Linked DNA regions of Mus musculus: region 2 is linked to region 1. Evidence: chromatin contacts called from public HiChIP or PLAC-seq data. All regions are on one chromosome and are shown on one strand. The core of a region is the stretch at or near the end of the contact, and the rest is flanking DNA. Distances in the headings are between cores, read along the strand shown. Region 1 overlaps Gm12796 (a long non-coding RNA gene). Region 2 holds the start of Leprot (leptin receptor overlapping transcript).

Region 1 (3,605 bases), core at 380-2,879:
TTCTCTCCCTCCTTTCTTCTTCAGCATAACAAACTCTATCTTTTTCTTGAGTCCCTGCCCTCTTTCCTAGTTTATTCTCAGTACAAGAAGTTACATAAGACAACACGCCATTCCCCAAGTCAATGAACACATACCAGGCACCTAGGGCACTGTGTTTCTTCACCAGAATGCCCACTGTGCCCTCCTCATTCTTCTGTATTGTTCCCTGAAACCTGCCGATCTGGAAACAAGTCTTTTCTTAATCTCAGGACCTGGCGGCACAGGGCTTTAACATTAGTGAGACCACTGACAACAACGTTTATTGATTTCTCTGCTGTGGTGCACTTTGTCTCCTGGAATATTTGTTGTGTGATACTTAGAGATACTTAGTGAGTATACGGTATGGAAAATCTGGGCAAACTGGTGGAAATAGGAGCAAAAAGCAATAAAGCAGGACAGGCCTGGGGGGAGGGCAATGCTTATCAACCCTCAATTAATACACCCTGTAGGAAATTTATCTATGTAAATAGTTGAGAATGCCTTCTAAGATCGAGCTGCAAGGCTGAACACCAAAGTCCTATTTAAACATCATCATTCAATATACAACCTTACGTTCTTCGATGGGGCATTGGTTAAGTAAATGCAAAATGCATAGTAATCATTAACATATGCATGGAACATATTTTTTAAAGTAATATTTAAACAAGAAAATGTTAGTAAATGTTTTGGTTCTTGTGAGTTCATGTAGTACGGTTATTAATCATGCTGTTAGTGGGTCTGAGTGCTGCCATTTCAATTTTTTTTTTCATTCAGGTTTTGAAAAAAATTACCTGACTTTTTAAAGACTAGTCATTTTATGATTAAAAAAAGATTATCCAAACAGCTGGGATAATTTTCAAGGTTTTATGATTAAAACAAAGAAATCCTCCCATTAGCCTATTTTGCTTTCCTGATAAATGTTTCTCCAAAGTTCCGTGTGCACCCTGAAACTGCTACAGGAGGGCGCCTCAGAGGGAGCGTGCTGTGCTCAGCTCAATTTACTGGACTTTGCACAGCTGGAACCAGCTGCTCTGGGCTGTAGCAGTTCCTGGAGTTTGCAGGAGGCGCAGACAGGCCAGCTCGGAGCTCCGCAGCCCCACGCTGTGTCCCCGAGGCCCGCGCTGGCAAGCGGCCTGCGCGTTGACTCCACTTCCTCTGCTCGCTTTCCCGGAGATGCCCGCCCACGCCACCGCCGCCCTGCCGCTGAGAAGTCACGCTCCAGCCTCCGAGCTGCTCGGAAGCTGCCGCGAGGGAAGGCAGTGGCGCGTGGACCCGCGAACTGACCAGAATAGCCCTAGAATGGGACCAAGAGACGGCTGTAGCTGTCGTTTAGTGAGATGACACCGGGCTTACGTTGAATTTTCTGTGGACTGAATTCGATCTTCCGCCTGCAAGAGCCAGCGTCGATCGAGGCTACTTCAGGTCTCCGCCGGGTGTCACTATCAGGAAACCCAGGCCCAGATGTTTCTGAGAGCTCTGCCAAAAGGAGGGCGAAGTAAGCCCCTAGATGGGCAAACTCGTAATTTCAACTCCCACTTCTCTCCTTTCCCCATCTCTCTCCGCTCTCCTTTCTCCTCTGTCTCTCAGTTTCACTGTGCACCCCAGGCTGGCCTGTGTCTATCTCGCTGCAATCCTCCCTCCTCAGCCTACTGCTGGGATAACTGGCAACTAGTTCAATTGGTGCCTCTGTTTCCCCAAATCTTACTGAAAATAGTGACCAGATCTGTGGAATGCTATCCAGCTCTTCCAACAAATACCATGATACCACCCTAAGGGCCCCAAAAGCACACACACAGCCACCGGAAACAGAACTTAGTTTCGGGTCTGGGCCAACGCCCTATACACTTGCATCTCAGCCACCCGTCCCATATCTAGCCTGTCCCCGGACTTCGAAGAGAGGCTAATAACAGTATGCATGTCTCAGGATCTACGGCCGGAGGAGCGCCCAGGAACCCGCGGGCGTATGTCAGCGAGCCTGCACCGGGCGCTGGGCAGCCCTGGGTCCTGGGCCAGGCCAGCTTTGGCGGCGGGGAGGCGGACCTTTTGATCCCCTCCGCAGAAGGTCCCCGGTTCGGCTGCACCCCGCTGAAGCCGCTGGGAAGCTAGATGTAAAGAGTTAGCGCGGTGGCCGCCTCCCCCACTTCCTGCGGGGTCCCCCGCCGCGGCCCCATTGCACAATCCCTGCCGTGCAATCGCCCCGTGACTCGCACCCAGCCTGAAATGGTTCCCAGGTTTCCAAGCCTAGCAAAGAACCGCGGCGTCCCCGCCCCGACCTCAGGCGCACTCCAAGCCGTATTTCTTCGGGTGACTGGGCCGCACTTTAACGTCTAGAATGCACTTGTCAAAGAAGGGCAAGTTCACGCAGCAGCCACCAGCTCCAGGCTGGCGCCGGGTGGCTACAGCTGACTTGGCCCTTCTCCGTGGTATACCTTCAAGCAGCACGTTTTGGGGGTGGGGGAGAAACAGGCATGTGCCATAGAGGAAGGAGGGGGAAGCTGTATTGCAGATCTTCAGGAATCCGCCCTGACACCGACGGTGGACCCAGGAAGCGTGGAGGCAGCATACAGAAGACTGTGTCAGTAGTCCACGCCATTATCTTAGAGACAGGAAACCTAGAAATTAAATGGTGTGCCTGAAGTCACCTAGCTAATGTAGACTGCAGGCAATGTCTGGGTTGTAGTTGTAAGGACGAGGTGGGGGATGGTTTCCTTTTAAGAAAATAGTGCGCCTTCCTTAGCAATCACTGCAACTCCTGACTCCACATTACAAAAGGAAGCAATAAGTCTAGCCCCTAAAAGGGCTAAATTTGGCAGTGTCCCGGGAAGGTATCAGCTACTCATTTCAGTTATTTTCACCAGTTGAGAGCACTCGAAATATCGCACAAAATACCTAATGAAAAAGAGAGGGACCACGAACGTTTCTCCAAGATCAGATCTAAAATGCCAAGTTCCCAATAACATTACTTTGATGATTAAACTGTTCAGTGTTCTGCCGATGTGCCAGCTGGTTTCGGAAGTGAATTGTCAAGTGAATTGCTCTATGCTGGACTGGATCATTTAGGCTTGGAATAGATTTGCTGCTCATCTTTCAGAATATTCAGTCTGAAAATATACGGGACAAGGACAGACTTACAGGCTCGCGTGTTGTCTTTGGCATTTCTAGGGTGACCATGTATAACAAATGTTTAATTTGGGCACCAGATGCCAAACAAATAGATGTGAGGATCAAAGGAACCCAAATTAAAAGTGGTAATCATGGGCTGGAGAGATGGCTTAGCAGTTAAGAGCACTGACTGTTCGTCCAGAGGTCATGTTTTCAATTCCTAGCATCCACATAGGGGCTCACAACCCTCTGTAATGGGACCCAATGCCCTCTTCTGGGGTGTCTGAAGAGAGTGACAGGGTTGTCATATCATAAAATAAATCATTTTTCAAAAGTGGGAATCATGAATGAAGTGATTCTTTTATGGGTTGTAAAAAACTTTCTACAATGATGGTTATAACTCAGTTGTGATAATGTAACCCAAACGAAAACTCTTGGCTGTGAAGGAATTATGTGATGGCATCTCACAACTGCCTTAACTGGAG
Region 2 (3,605 bases), core at 279-2,778, 360 kb after region 1:
AACTTGTTGTAATGGTTACAATAGTATTAACAGTCTAAAGGAGAACAATTGCTCTATTGTGGTAAGTTATGCAAATGTGCCTCTCAGAATCACTGATTGTATACTAGGTTCTTAGCAGATTAAGCATATATATATGTATATACATATATATGTGTATATACATATTTTCCTTTTAAGTTTAGAACTTCGTGGGTTTTGACTTTCTAACCTTGTCTAAAGAGCTGTTTGGTTCAGTTCCTATTCTTTCTGAACTGCTTTCTGTAGAGGACTTGGACTACTGGATGGTTTCTAAGATGAAGGAAGATTCCACTGAAGAAGGTAAGAATAAGATGGATCTGGAGGAGTGAAAATTGGCCTTAGTTACTTGCAGGCCTGCGTTTATTTAAGGACCTAAAGAAATCCGGACCCACAGAGTTTGTAATGAATGAGGGGGATAGACGGACGCGGTAGTTTACACAAAATGTTAATGTAGTTTGCTACAAAGCAAGCAAATCTATACAAAAGTCAAAGATCTTACATAGGGATATCTCTAATCCTGATTTCTGGTGCTGTCACTCACTCCCGATCTCTACTATATCAGCCACACACTCTCAAAACAAACCACACAGGCACACAGGAAGAGTCGTCCTGGAAGGTAACCTCTCCCCATCCTTATCCCGTGCCCCACTTTTTCCACCAGTCCTTTCAGGCAAGTTTCCTAACAGCCAGCCAGGGTGATGGTGAGCATCTAGAATCTCCTGAGGCAGAGCCTGGGCCCCAAGTCACGACAGTGAGGAAGGGATGGACCCCAGATTGAGAAACAGGGCTGAGATGTCTCAGAATCCAGGATCCCCCGAAGAGTTAAAATAAAGGAGTTATTCTGAAGTAATCAAAGTGGGAGGGGGCTGAGACTAGGAGCGGAGTTCCCGGCCAGCGGGGCGGTGCTGAACAAACTGGGAGACTACTGGAATGAAGTTCTGAGTGGCAGGAAGTAGGACCAGTAGAGTCCGAGCTATGAGTGGCGGAGGCGGGATCAGTCCAATGGGGTGGAGTTCTGCATGGCGGATTGGGATCCGTGCTGGCAGGGACTGAGCTCAGCCAACTGGGGGCGGAGTCCGCGAAGTGGAGGAAGGCGTTGGGGGAGGGTCTCCATGAGCTGGAGGCAGGATTATGTGCCAGAGTGGCGGAACTGTGGGCCGAGCGGAACCGGGCCCGGCAGAGGAGGAGCTCAGAGTGGCAGGGATCAGAACCAGTATAGGAAATACTGAGTGCCTGTAGGGCAGAATCTGGCATAATTGGGTGTGAGGTTGTAATTGGCAGAATTCTAAACCAGTAGGAATCAGGTTCTGCATGGATGGTGGGATTGGGCTTCTGGGGGCGGGAAGCCACGGGATGGGGCGGAGTCTAAAATCAGGGGCGGGGCCTAATGAAGGGGCGGGGCTCCGTTGGTTGGGTAGGAAGTCAATACCGTCAGGGGGCGGGCCGGGCTTTGGATTCGCGCGCCGGCCCTGGCTAGTCTGGGTGTGGGCGGCTTTTGGAGAAAGCCGGAAGCAGCGACAGCCCCAGCTCCAGAGACATGGCGGGCGTTAAAGGTACACTGCGACCCTCGCCCGCGGCTAGTGGGTGGGGTCGCTCCTGGCTCCAGGCTGCATGGCGAGCAGCCTGTGTGCGGGTGTGCGAGTTCCTGCAGACCGCGGCCTCCCGAATGCGCGGCAGAGGTGTTTTGCGGAGCCTATAAACGCTCGCGCCCACGCCCACGCCCGTCAGTTCCCAGGCGGGGGCTTCTCCCGTGGGCTGTACGTTCCACAGTGGTCCCCTGGGCTTTTCAGTTCTCCGTAGGTCACATCAGGGTCCCACATCCTCACCTTCCTGCCCCGCCGCAGTTTCCTGTGGCTTACAGAGGAGCCTTTGTGTCCAGGATGTGTGTTGGAAACTTGGTCCTGTTGTTCCCTTACGGTTTTTCTCGCTGGGCAGAATAATTTCGGGCGTGTGGCACTTTGGAAAGTAACCAGAAATACCCTATTCGACGCAACCTTGGGGCTGCAATTAGATGGGATTTTAACAAGACTTTTCTTGAGTGTTTACTGGTCTGTGAACAGAGCAGTATGTGCTGTTTGTGTTCTTGAATGGTGATGAAAGGAGGGTACCGAAAGATTATCACCCTGATCTGTGTGAATGCAGAGCTTTGGGCGTTGGGTGGGGACAAAGTTACTGGAAGGCTTCCTGGTATTTGGATTTCTGGTCATCCGCACAGAGAAGACTTAATTTATCTCTGTGTTGGACTTCCTTTCTTTGAAAACTATCCACAAAGACCTTCCCACTCACCAACATCTGTAAGATGGATACAGTGTATACTCATGTGGATGCACTGTACATTATCTGTGCACAACTAGTAACAGACATAGCTAACCATTTTGGGGGGACTTTTGTATTTCAAATCAAAGTAAACATGGTTTACTTGGGCAATGTCCACTGTATGACGTATCCATTTGAAGACAGTGTAGAAAGCATGTAAAATTGTGTCTCACTACTACAGAGTGTTCAGTCCTGGACAGAAAGTACAAAGTAGCAACAGTAATTTATGGGCCTATGTAGTGAAAAGGAACAAAGGCTATGAAGTAGACAAGAGCACAAGGAAGTAAAACTTTGCCCATAATTCAACTGTTATTGAGAAACTATGCTGGAGACTTGGGATAAAAGATAAGTGAGAAGTTTGGACTGAGTTGATTGCCGAAAATAATTATATTGCTGTGTAAGAAAATGATGTGTGCTCTGACAGTTGAGAACATAGAGATAATATAGTGGAGGGAATCATGTTGCTCCAAAAGATATGTTTTAAGTTGTAACTCCCTGCTGCCAAATGAGGGTGTGGCCTTGTTTGCAACTAGCAGATGTTATCAATCTAAGGTTGCCTTGTGTGATGTCCTTCAGATAAGGGGGGAGGGGGAAAGCACAAAGTAAGGATTGAAGCAGAGGGCCCCAAGATGGCTTGGTAGGAAAGGCACTTGCTGTCGAGCCTTAAGACCTGCGTTTGATCCCTGGGACCTACCTGGTTGAAGGAGAGAACCAACTCGAACAGGTTATCCTCTGACCTCCACACTTGCACACGCAGTATGGTGCATGGCTACAAGTAGATAGATAAACGTAAATAAGTAATTTTTTAAAAAGTAAGAGAAACTGGAGTGCCGTAGCTGCAAGCCAAGCAGTAGTATAGACATAGCAGCACTGGGCAAGGAAGTTTGTTCTCTTCAGAGACGCCTTAATTTTAGAAGCCTAACTTCAGAACCGAGAGAATTCATTCCCTTTGTTCAGAGCCACCCAGATTGTAGTAGTTCGATGTGAAGCTAATATGAATGACCACTCTATGGGGGGAATAGAAGAGGCGATAGTTATGCTGAATTTACAGGACTCTGTAAGGCTTGGGTTAAGACCAGGATATATTCATGACTGGGGCAGAGGCCATGACAGAACACATCTTATTCTTCTCATTTTCCCAGGCTCTTGGAGGCAGAGTAGGGAGGATTGAAGCTGGAGAAGGTAGGGGTCAGATGGTAGTGAGCCTCTAGTGACAACATGCAGGCTGTGAACACATTTGCAATGGGTAACACACACAAGTACCTACTGAT

What was found. HiChIP or PLAC-seq counts read pairs in DNA pulled down with a chosen protein or histone mark.
Region 2: an HNF4G HiChIP or PLAC-seq map of pancreatic cancer cells shows a contact between it and region 1. The contact joins the promoter of Leprot here to the enhancer-like site in region 1. A contact is called at or near these places in 3 of 39 promoter capture datasets (embryonic stem cells, neutrophils and pre-B cells), 2 of 484 Hi-C or Micro-C datasets (the G1E-ER4 cell line and cardiomyocytes), 3 of 115 datasets of contacts at active chromatin or transcription factors (embryonic stem cells and pancreatic cancer cells) and 1 of 9 other capture datasets (embryonic stem cells).

The regions. Positions count from the first base shown.
Region 1 is chr4:101,291,027-101,294,631 of GRCm38.p6, forward strand. It overlaps Gm12796 (a long non-coding RNA gene), which reads right to left. Exons shown (of 2, transcript XR_003955080.1): 1 at 2,059-3,605; 2 at 662-1,494. Among named protein-coding and RNA genes, the nearest start is that of Gm12796, 2.9 kb to the right of the region's middle. Within about 2 kb of position 1,630, at least 321 of the 459 cell types and tissues checked have an H3K27ac peak or open chromatin away from gene starts, as enhancers often do. A contact at or near this core is called in the G1E-ER4 cell line, cardiomyocytes, neutrophils and 2 more, where this site is marked.
Region 2 is chr4:101,646,255-101,649,859 of GRCm38.p6, forward strand. It overlaps Leprot (leptin receptor overlapping transcript), which reads left to right and starts at 1,529. Exons shown (of 4, transcript NM_175036.4): 1 at 1,529-1,571. The coding sequence starts at 1,556.